Linked DNA regions of Sus scrofa: all the other regions are linked to region 1. Evidence: chromatin contacts called from public HiChIP or PLAC-seq data. All regions are on one chromosome and are shown on one strand. The core of a region is the stretch at or near the end of the contact, and the rest is flanking DNA. Distances in the headings are between cores, read along the strand shown.

Region 1 (3,535 bases), core at 935-3,434:
TAAACAGAAACCTCCATTTCCAGGGTCATCATCTTGCTCTATTTCAAGCTTTTATTTATTATTTGTTTGTTTGTTTAGCTTTTTAGGGCCACACCTGCGGCATATGGAAGTTCTCAGGCCGGGGGTTGAATTGGAGCTGCGGTTGATGGCCTATGCCACAGCCACAGCAATGCCAGATCCAAGCCTCATCTGGGACGTGACCTACAGTACAGCTCACGGCAGCACTGGATCTTTAACCCACTGAGTGGGGCCAGGGATCGTACCTGCATCCACGTGGATGTTAGTCGGGTTTGTCATCACTGAGCCACAACGGAAACTCCCATCTCGGAAAACAGAATATCATATATCTATCATATAACAGCCATTTCTAAGTTGCTAAGGAATCACTTCTAAAGGAGAACCCAGAAGTAAAAAGAGATCTGTCAGCTGCATGGTAGGACAATGACTGGGTCCAGTTTATCGCAACACATACAGGCTTTGTGCTAGCATTTCCTGGATTCTGGGTCTAACACTTTATTCTTTATCCTGCAGGCTTTCTAAACACAAATTTCTGAATATTAAGCTTATTCTTTCATATTTCATAATGTGATTATAAGTCTCAACCCAAACCATCTTCAAAGTGTAAGAGAGCCTCAAACTGTAAATTTAAATTTTGGTGAGTTGCACAATTGGGCACACATTCTTTACAAGCCCTGGGTTCCTCCATCTTTCAGCAAACCTTGCTCCAGGGGGAATTACTTTGGTCACAAATTCTTTGATTGGGTGGCTAGTCAAAACTGCCACCCAGAGTTTGCCTTTTTCAGGTCTTCCAGAAAGGTAGGAGAAAAATCTAACATGATGAGGGTTACAAAAGCAACAGAGAAGGTGTGGAAATGTGCCCGGCCTCCAGTTTCATTTATGATCGCTGGAGCTTTAAGAGTCAGAAACTTTAAATGTAAACAAAGCGGGACAGTCAGTAAAAAGGTGACAGCGGGCTCCCGGAGGTGGGAGGTTAAACCTGGGCTTGGGTTTAAGAGAAGGAGGCGCGGCCTTGGGAGGCTTAAGAGAAAGTTCACTGCCATAGGTTGGCTTAAAAAACTGCTGGCTCGGCCAAGTGACGTTTACCTCGCGTCCACCTGGACAGCTGCTGACGGGTCAGGTTTCACTAACGCCCTATACTAGAAACAAAACCCCAAACTACACACTTCATATAGAGCAGACCCTCCATCTCCCTTCCTTCCCTCTCCTTCTCTTTATTTTCTTTCTTGTGTATTTTTTTTAAATGTCTGTTTTTTCCCTTTACCTCAACACCTTCCTCTCCTCTTTGTCAGCAAATTACCCATCTTACTCCGGTTCCACCTTTTCATCTCCGAGGGGCATCGCGGGCTCACTCTTGCTCTGGTCCTGCGCTCCCTCTCCATCGCCAATTCTCATCCTCCCCGCCTCCTTTAAGACCCGGGAAAGGGTCTCGGCCCCGTCATCCTTCACTTTTCTGGGAGGGAACTGTCGCACCTCAAGTCTAGCTAGCCTCTCCCGGGGCGGGGGGCCCTCCGGGGCCCACTTCCCGGCTCCGGGCCCCCGCAGCCCCTCCAGCGCCTCCCCGCGTTGGGTTAGCGCGCGCCGCAGCTGCCAGGGTGGCCTGGCCCCCCATATTCGCCCCGCCCCGGCCCGGCTCCACCCCCGGCCGCCGCCGCCTGATTGGCCTGCACCCCCTGCTCTAAGGGCGCCTCTCCTCCCCTTCGCCCAATGGGCACAGGCACCTGGTCCAAAAATTCCCCGGAGAGGACCTAGGGGCTCTGCAAGCACTAGCTTCTGCTCCGCAGCGGGACAGCAACGGTGGGGCGCGGAGCCTGAAGGGGACGGGGAGGGGGAGCGGAGGAGGGAGGAGGAGGAGCAAAGGTGTTGGAGAGAAAACTTCTGAAAGGAACAGGAAACCTGCCGGGGAGGCAGCAGCTACGGCTCTCAGGGCGTCCGGGCCGCGCACGTCTCTGGGTGCCCTAAGCTGCGGCTTGCTCCTGGAGGTTCCCGGGTGCGGGGCAGGGCTGAGCCCGACACTCGATCCCTCGGCGGTGTCCACCGTCGCCGCCGCCGCTCTGGGCGCTGCAGGAGGGCGCTCCATTCCGCCTCTGCCGCGGTGGCTCGCTGGAGAGGGCGGAGAGGGCACAGGGAAGAGGAGGGACGTCTTCTTCCGAGCATGAAGCAGCATGTCCGATAAAATGTCCAGCTTCCTCTATATAGGGGACATCGTGTCCCTGTACGCGGAGGGCTCGGTCAACGGCTTCATCAACACGCTGGGGTAAGTCGGGGCGCGGGCTGGGGAGCGCTGGCGCTCGGTCCCCTCGGAACCCATCCCGGTCCCTCCTGGCGCCGCCGGGTCCTCGGGCGCCAGCTCCCGCCTTGGGTGGCGGGGCGGGCGGGCGGGCAGGCTCTGCGCCGGCGGACAGCGCCGTGCCTTCGGCTCGCTAGCTCGCAGGAAGCTGCCCCAAGAGGCTAGACTTTCTCAGCAACTTCGTAATCTCAAGCTCAGAGACTCTTCTGAAAAGGAGGAAGTGATTCAGAAGCCCGGAGACAGGCCGGGAGAAGAAGTCTTCGTTGGCTTCTCCGTGGGTTGTTTTGATTAAAACATTTCTGTTTTGTTTTGTTTTTCCCTTGGAGGTGAAACAAAACGCCCCCTCTCCGCTTCTTTGCTCGCCCCCACTCTCAAGCCCCTGTCCCTCAAGGCCGGGTTTGTAAGAGCAATCGATGAAAAGTCCGTGGCCTTGGACATGAAACTTGGGCGATGTAGTGAGCCGAGAGTGGCTTTGCCCTGCGGGAGAAGCTCACCGTCCCCGCTTCCCTGAAATAATTTCCTTTCAGCTTTGCGGAACGGGGACTTGCCGCGCCTCGCAGGCAGCTCGGGGACGTCCGCCGCGCGGCGACCCTCAGAAAGCACCGAAGGCCTCCGGCGTTATGGAACTCACACCTGCTTTCTCCCCTTCCTGGGCCTTGGCCCACTGAAAGGCTGAACCCCTCCTGAGACTCAGCCAAGTGCAGGGCTCTTAAGGTTTGAGTTGATTTATGAATGAGGGAAATATATATATAAACATAATCGTGTGTTAGATGGTTAAAGAGGACTTCCTTGATTACTAGTATTTTCTCTCTGTCCTGATGGTGAGTACCAGTAAGTAGTTTAAATGCGCACTGCTTTGTATTTTATGCATACTTTTTTGTTGTTGTTGTTTTTTGGTGGCCACCTGATATCAGTAGCTAGACTCCCTAGTCTTGGAGATTTCAGGCTAAGGAACTGGTGTTGCCACTTCTGGCTGTTCACTGTTTTCTGCTCCTGGGATTTAGGGCACATGACTTAACATGCAGTGTCCCCGGATGGTGACTTTGAGCCATGCTGAGCCATGCTGAGAACAGTTTCTGTTCTTTGTTCATCTCTCCTAATGGGTGAAAGAAGGCAGGTAGATTTAATTGAATCCTGGTAAGACCGATGCTAATTAATTGTGAAAATAAAGCTTGGAAGAAAAAAGCCATGACAAGTGCTTGTGCTGGGTTTATAAATCTTAAGCTA
Region 2 (3,869 bases), core at 1,032-3,531, 670 kb after region 1:
AAAATTTCAGAGTTGCATGATTTTTTCCCCATCTAATTTGGTCTCTTGTTCCTGGACTTTTTAAAGTTGAAATAAGGAAAAGTGAGAAAATGCTCAGGCAAATGATATTCAAAACACTCAAATGAGAAGTGTTTGTCCAAAGGAGGGAGGGCGGGAGGAAGGAAAGAAGGGAGGAAGAGAGGAAAGAAGGAAGAAAAGAAACAAACAAACAAAACTAACTATAGATAATGCTTATATACCACACCCAGGGAGTTTCCACAGCAATACATGGAACTCCCGAAATTTCAGAGTTGCGTAATTTTTTTTTCCCGATCAATTTTCTTTCTCATTCCTGGACTTTTTAAAGTTGAAATAAAGAAAGGAGAGATAATGTATATGCAAATGATATTTAAAATCCTCGAATGAGAAGTTTTCATCCCTTTCTGCTTTTAATTCACCTAGCCTTAAAGACATATTTTCCCCCCTCTGAGTATGTTGACAGTTATTGAAGTGACTAACATACCCAATATATCTTAGCGAAAAGCTATTTTTAAAATCACTCGATTTAGAAAACTCCAATCATGATAATTTCAGGGGGATTCTTCGTACACAAATTAAAAGTTTTAAATTACTCTGCAAGAATTTGTGAGCTCAAATACTCTTAATTAGAAAATACCTGCATCGATGCATATTTAATCAGGTTTTTTAACACCTGTCCCCGATGCACAATTATTTTGAGGGTTGTTTTATGAGTTCTAGTTTGTGTGGTCAGTGATAGCAGTAATGAAGCCATATGAGACTAGGAGCCAGAGGGTCCATTCAGGTCTCCCTCGGCTTTGCCACTTTTCACCTCTGGGCTTTGAGAATGTCATTTAACTTCCCGTAGCTTGTTTCCTCCTGTCCACAGATAACAGTTCCCTCCTCAAAGTGTTGTTTCATGAATCCAATGAAATAGTGCACATGAAAGAGAATTTTGTAAGCCTGGGGCGCTATCATATTAAAATCGCAAACAAATCTGGTAGCAATGCGGCTCAATGAGGAAAATACAGATGGAGCCTGCTGCAAAAAGGAATCAACTTCTCTGATTTGCCACCTCACGACCCGGGGTGAGTCTGCCCTTGGTTCTCTCATTTGGGAAATCAAAGGATAATAACTACTCCATAAGGCTGCTGTGGAGATTACAAAACAGATACGTAAGGTGTCCAGCAGGACAGGCCCACAGTAGGTGCTCAATAAATGGCACCCATTTCACATCAGAGAATCCATGCAATTAAGGCAAGTATGCTGTGTCCCAACATGCACGCACAACAGCTGAATCGTGCTCTGCTTAGAACAGTACATCCGTTAGCAGAGTCCCAAATAGACTCCCGCCAGGGCCAGCGCCCCGGGCTTATCCCACTTTAGACTCCAGTGGATTAAGGCAGTACTTGCTGTATTTGCATTTCCTGCCTTCGACCACTGTTTTAATAAAAACTTACTAATGGAACCTCAGACTTAAAAAAATCGAATCGATTCTACCCGATGTGGCCCCTCCAAGTACAGGCTTTTTTCCTAACTTGCTTTTACAGGAAGAACTTATTCACTTTTTCGCCACTTCTGTAGGGACGAGGTGGGGTCTGGAGAAGAAAAACGCCAGAAGTGAATCTGCTGTTGTTACCGGGGCTGTTCAATGTGATCAAAATAAGCAGCCTGTGCCTCGCCTCCCCAGCTCCAGCGCGTGAGGCTCAGGCCTGTCGGAGGTGTTGAGAGCGACAAGCAGGACAAGGGCAAGAGCTCCGCCGCCCTGGGCGGACCCGGGGCGGCGGGCATCGGTCACTAAGCGGAGCGCGAGTTAGAGGCGTGGAGCCGGGGAAGGGCGCATGCAGGTGGGTTAGTGGTAACTCGACCATGCGGCGTGGCATTCCTGTGTGGCAAACGCGCTCAGGCAAAACAGACTCGATGCTTACAATGATCCCAGCCCAAAATGGAGTGTCTCTGACTAGCAGGGAGGAGCTGATGCCGGCCATGAGAAAGCCCACCACGGTCACGGCGATGCCCAGGGCCAGCTGCAGCAGCGCCAGCAGCAGCGGGAACCGGCAGCCGCAGCACGTCCGGGCCTCCTCCTCCCCGCACTCCTTGGGGGCCCCCGCGCCCCTCTTCGGCCCCATGTCGTCGGGCTCGGCGGCGTCAGCGGCCGGCGGCCCCCCTTGGCTCCGCGCGCCTCGGCCGGGCAGCTCCCTGCCCATGGCGGCTGCGGGGGCGGCGGCGAGGGCGGCGCGGGGCGGGCCGCGCCAGCACTGCTCGGCGAGTTACGGAGGCTGAACAAATATGGAAAACATTTGGAGGGACTCGCCGAGCCTCTGAAGGCCACGGGGACCCGCGGCGGAGGGGGAGTCGAGGGGGGTCATCAACTGCCAACCCGCCGGGCGGGACGCAGCGCCTGCCTGGCCGGGCGGGGTTGCCCGGTGCCTCCTAAACCCGACGCGCTTTAGGCAGGCTGCGGGTGCCCGCGCCTGTATGTGCGCATATGCGTGTGTGCGCGTCTGTGTGTGTTATTTTCCTCACTCCAAACCCCAGGATTTTTTCGGGTTTGTTTTCGTTTTGGGAGAGGTGCAATCCAAGGTGATGAATGTTTAAATCATTTAATTAACAGACAGTTGAATCCAAAAGAGGCGTTGCTAGGCTCCGAGCTGTGAAGTTGTTTCCAAAAGTTAAATTGTTCTCGGTTTTCCAACCAAGGCGTGGGCTCTTCTCTTAAATTCTGCAACCCAGTTGACAAATCAAGGTATTTTTCCCAGTGAAGTATTTGCTTTTGAAATAACTGTTTATAGAGACACTGGGCCAATTGTGAACTCTCTCACGTGTATTTCTTTTTCAAAGCTCTCTTAATAGTCTATACAGTCTCCAGCCTGGCCTTGGCTGATCACAACAGTGCCTCTGGGGATTGTTTTACACCTTAGACATGTACAATTTAACTCAGTCCACTTTCGAGATATTTTTAAAGCACCTACAATGTGCTAGAAAATAAGGATGCCCGAGGTAGATTTGGTTCCTGTCTAATGTCCCCGAACAAATCAATAAAAGCGATTATTCTTATTCCCACATACCTCTCCTCAGTAGCACTTAAAGCAATTTCAGTGAAACCACTAAGAAATGATCCCATTACTTTGGAGTATTTATATCTACTTTGGTATGGTCATTTGAGCATTGAGAAAGCTGTATTAAAAAATAAATGATGTCACCAAGATGTTAGGATAAAGCTTCCTCCTAGATTGTTTGCTATCAGCTAATTTAAAGAAAATCTAACTCCCTGCTTCGTCTCCACAGAATTAGAAACTAATCATCATCAATTCTCTTTGTAAACTGCCAAGTCCCCAAAAAGTTACCTCTGAAGGCCTGAAATATATTCTTTTTTTTTTCTTTTCTTTAATGAACTTCAGTGTGTTCTTTATACCTTTCTTCTGGATCAGTGAAAAAATGTGGTCCATGAAACAAATGCAGTAGCTTAAAAAGGAGAAACCAAACCACACATCCCAGTGTCCACCTAGAAGCAGTAGAAGCAGCGCTCACTCTCACAAGAGGAGCAGAGGGGCAGAGATAAGGTCATTGTCAGCTTTAAGGCCATTTCACCATTAGGATTTCTAGTGAGAACAGACAAAAGCTGATGTTACACCAAGGTACCCATGTGACTTGTGTCTGACTGAGAACAGCAGAAAAGACAAAGGAGAACAGTACTTGGTTTTTCTACATAAACCTAGAAAACATTTTTAGGAAACTAACTGACTACATGGAATTAATTATTTGTTCTTATAAATAATAGTTACTAGTTACTGGGTATCTATCTAGTCTGTAACTAGCACATGATAGGAGCTTTACCTCGCTGGCTGTTACTTCTTATAACCACCTTAGAA
Region 3 (4,064 bases), core at 601-3,100, 910 kb after region 1:
AAAAACAACTTAAACATTCCTCTTTTTACTGCTTTCCCTTGCAGCATGCTGACAGTTCAGCAAACTGAAATGCCTTTCCTCTCTGCAGAGTCCCATGATTTCCTCCCTCTCTGAGCTCTTTGATGCCCTCCTCAGCTATTGAAGCCTCGGAATCAGGCTTTATCAATGACCCTAGAAAGAATTCAATGCATTACTACCAAACGTGTCTATTATTGAGAGTATCAGCTAGAGACTCTTAAAAGGAGAGAAAATGAGGAAGGGGAGATTTTTGAAAGGATTTACCATCTACATTACAAATTATATTTATGTTGGGTCTTGATCCTTCAAAAGAACAATCATCAAGTTATGCTCAGTCTTCTTTAAGTGGGGTGTGGTCACATGTAATGTTTATAGTTTGGGGAGAGTTCCCCATGAGGATAAATAGAATTAAAAGTACAATTAATATGCCAGCTAAAAGATAAAACCTCACACAAGCCACCTTTCAAAATGACAGTGCTCAGTCCTGCCTCCTGGTTCCTGCCTCCACTCAGCACCTCTCCCTGCAGAGGGCTAGGTGGCATTCACTACCGCCTCACCCAGGCAAAGAAGAGGATGCTGATAATACATTAAGTCTTCCCATTTTTTCTGTTCTTTCGCACGAAAACCAACTCCTGGCAACCCAACGATGAAAGACTTAAGAGAAAAGAAAAAATTTTTAAAAAGACTACCTGGGGCCTCCTACCAGAATGGGTAGTTAATTCAACCGACAGAAAAATCGGAGATCGATACATATTTAAAGGTGCTTCCTGCGAACAAAACATATCTAATGAAGAACTGCTGAACCACATTATACTAGAAAATCCCTAAAATGTTGGTCCTCGCTGGCACCAGGCTGGAGGAATTTTTTCAACGCAATGCTTTGATGTACTGACAGGCTAACATCCCGGGTTGAAAACCAGCTATGAAACGTGCCCTGCATCTATTTCCCGTCTAAATGCCTAAAGATCTGACCCGCAATTATACCCAAAGCTTGCCCTGCACTGGATGCCATCTGATGCTGAGAAAGTAGTGGTTTAGCAACACCAGGCGGCTCTATTATGTTAAAATAACAACGCAACACTCGATTACGAACCCAGGTACTCGGCGCGTAAGCCCTGTGCCACACGAGGACCCACATTCAAAGCTCAGGGCCCTTCAGGTTCAATCTTTTTCAGCTTTCTGGGCCGTATCCTCTCTAAGTTTCCAGTTTGCAAGACGGAATTACTTTGAAAGTCTTCTGCACTCCCCTCCCCAGACGGGTTGGCGGCACGGGGGAATAGGGACGGAGGATGGTTAATCGTTCAAACATTTTAAAAACCGGTAAACCAATCATTTTTTTCAAAGGAGAAAATAAGCTTTCACCAAACCGCCGCTCGGCAAGCAAGCATCCGATTTCCATTTGGAGAGAAAAATATTAAAGAAGCCAGACGTACATTTCCCTTCCCAACAAAAGTGGCCTCTAAACTCCCCGGCCAAGGGCAATGGGAGGAAACAGACTGGGAACAAGCTCGTAGTCTCAGTCAGGCGCGCGTGTGCGGCGGGGAGAACGCGCAAAGGGGAGACAGCGGGGAAAAGGTGAACCGGAGGAAGCGGGAGCCCGCGGCGAGGGCAGATGGGGCGAAGAAACCAGAGGTGCGGAGAGAGGGGCGGGGAAGGGGGGAGCCCGGAGGCTCCAGGGGAAGGAGGGAGGGGTCCCGAAAGCTGCCCGGAGATCGCGGCCGCCGAGTAAAGTTAATACTTACTCAGTTTCGCAACTGCGCCGCCCCCGCAGGCCGCCTCGCGGGGCCCGCCGGAGCGCTGGGGACGCGGCGGCGCCCGGAGCCCGGCGGCCGCCCAGCGCCCGTCCCCGGCGGCGCAGCCCCGCGAGCCTCGCTCCCCTGCGCTACGCGGGCCGCGCGCCCCGCACCGGCGGGAGGCCCCGGCTCCCTGGTGCTCCCTGTCCGCTCACCTCCCGCCTGGCGCTAGGTGAGCGCGGACGCCTCGGGCGGGGGTACAGGGGTGGGCGAGCGCGCAGGCAGCCGCGGCGCAGCCGGCGGGAGCAGCCCCCAGAGCCGAGCCAGTGCGGGGGGCGAGCGGGCAGGCGAGGCTCGACGAGGAGCGGGACTCCGGGCGCTGTACGGGGCGGCAGGCGAGCGCAGGCGGCGGACTCGGCGGCTGGCTCGCTCCCGCGGCCGGTGCCTCTGGGCAAGGGGGCCGGGCCGGGGGCCGGGCCGGGCCGAGCGGCCAGGCGGCTCCGCCCCTTTGTCGGGCCGCGGGCTGAGCGCGCGAGAGCGGCGGCGCGGGGGCGCCCCCCTCGGCCGGGTGCTCGGGTTACAGCCGCCGCTCCCCGACTCCCCCGCCCTCTCCTCGCCGGTTCGCCGGCGCCGGGAGAGACCTTGTAACGGAACTGGGACGCCAGCGCTGCATTGTGGGAGCTTTTAAAGCGGCGGTGAGCGCTGCGAGGCCGCTCGGGCCCACGGTCCCCCGCTCCGCCGGGTCGGCGGAGGCCAGTGGACCTGAAAGCTAGAAACGGTGAGATGACCGGTACTTCACTGACGCTCACGGAGTAAAATCTTCCATAGCCCCGGGGTGAGACTTGCAAAACTGCCTTTCACTGTCACCCCAGCAAGGAGGAGGCTTTTTCCACAGACGCTTAAAAAAAAAAAAAAGAAAAGGCCCTTCCATCCCCTCAGGACTGGGTTTGAATTGCTTTTCATCTGGAGTGGCAATGATTCAGCGACCCCCTTCTCAGCAGCAGGCAATGACAGAGACAGGAGACGAAAAACACAGCGAGTGAATCAGACGTGAGTAACCAAGTTTAGAAAGAGCTGGGCTCAGATTCAGAAAACCGCTCCCCCCCCCCACCTCGCCCCCCGCGCAAATATAGCAAATAGTCAAGGAAAGCTGTGCTTTCTTATGGAAACGCAGATGTGTGTGTTGTTCTTGTTATTCACCTTTTTTTATGACATGCAGTACTCTAGTCACTGGACAACATCCAGTCTTTGGTCCAGACTTTTGCTCACACATGCCCACAACGCAAGAACAGCAATCAGTTTGGAGGAAGAGGGGCTGAGGAGATTCAAAGAAGCATTCCAGTTATAAGATGTCCCTTTTGATTCTCCAGACACTCGTTTTTGGGTTTCTGGTGTTGGGTGTTTTTGCTTTTTTTTTTTTTTTTTTTTTTTTTTTTTTTTTTTTTTTTTTAAATCAAGACAGGGATATTAAATTTGAAGCACAACTTGTTACCGCTTGTCCTATTCAGGGCTTGATTTGTTTGGAGTTTGGATTTGTAGGCCTTTGGTTTCTTCCTCTTGTTTTTTGACCTTAGTTATTGCACAGCTCTTTAGTTCCTCTACCTCAGAGGTGAACTGAGGAGACAGATGTTAAGATTCAAATTTGGCTTGCCAACATTTGGAGAATTGAGGGACAAGAAGCATTCTCTATGATTCAAATGTAAAACCCCGTGGAAACTTTTAAAGATGACCTAGAGCACAGATCCTCAGAGATTTCCAGCCTTAAGGTTAACGTTTCCTCAGCTCTCATTCTTTCGTCAACCTTTCACTCCAGTGAACAGCATCAGTCACCACCTAATTGCCAGATCTAATGGAAAAATTCAATCTCCCTCTTGTCGTGCATGCCCTTGGTGGCACTTGCCCATGTTGACCTTGCCTTCCTTTTTAGGACTTTCCTCCCTTTTTTGGCTGTGATCATCATCCCCCTTTTATGGCAGTCTTGAAACAGAGGAGATAACAGGCAAGACTGTGGCTATTGTTAACTAGGACTCAGGATCTTACCAAGTAGAAGAACTTTAATCTATTGGTTTCTATTGGTCACCAGGCAGGTCCTGACCTCAATTTTATCATGCATCTAGAGGTGAACCAGTTGATGACTCATTATAACCAACTTTCATGTGACCAGCATTTAAATCAGGATGAGACTTGCTATGACTAAATAACTGTCCACTTTTTAGGAGAAGTGCTTACTAGGATCCTGGTACCCAGTGAGGTATCCCTACCTTCAAATCAGGGTGTGCCTTGCTGGTGGCTGCAGAAGTTGGTGAATATACC

What was found. HiChIP or PLAC-seq counts read pairs in DNA pulled down with a chosen protein or histone mark.
Region 2: a contact with region 1 is called in an H3K27ac HiChIP or PLAC-seq map of skeletal muscle. The contact joins the promoter of SSPN here to the promoter of LOC110260584 in region 1. A contact is called at or near these places in 1 of 47 Hi-C or Micro-C datasets (embryonic fibroblasts) and 1 of 2 datasets of contacts at active chromatin or transcription factors (skeletal muscle).
Region 3: a contact with region 1 is called in an H3K27ac HiChIP or PLAC-seq map of alveolar macrophages. The contact joins the promoter of RASSF8 here to the promoter of LOC110260584 in region 1. A contact is called at or near these places in 1 of 47 Hi-C or Micro-C datasets (heart right ventricle) and 2 of 2 datasets of contacts at active chromatin or transcription factors (alveolar macrophages and skeletal muscle).

What each region holds. Positions count from the first base shown.
Region 1 is chr5:46,934,198-46,937,732 of Sscrofa11.1, forward strand. It overlaps LOC110260584, which reads right to left and starts at 2,185. Exons shown (of 3, transcript XM_021091237.1): 1 at 1,937-2,185; 2 at 1,283-1,896. The coding sequence starts at 2,185. The coding sequence ends at 1,324. ITPR2 (inositol 1,4,5-trisphosphate receptor type 2) reads left to right here and starts at 1,930. Exons shown (of 58, transcript XM_021092920.1): 1 at 1,930-2,275.
Region 2 is chr5:47,607,049-47,610,917 of Sscrofa11.1, forward strand. SSPN (sarcospan) reads right to left here and starts at 2,282. Exons shown (of 3, transcript XM_003126415.4): 1 at 1,926-2,282. The coding sequence starts at 2,204.
Region 3 is chr5:47,845,620-47,849,683 of Sscrofa11.1, forward strand. RASSF8 (ras association domain-containing protein 8) reads right to left here and starts at 1,851. Exons shown (of 6, transcript XM_005653134.3): 1 at 1,761-1,851. It overlaps LMNTD1 (lamin tail domain-containing protein 1), which reads left to right and starts at 2,680. Exons shown (of 18, transcript XR_002344073.1): 1 at 2,680-2,801.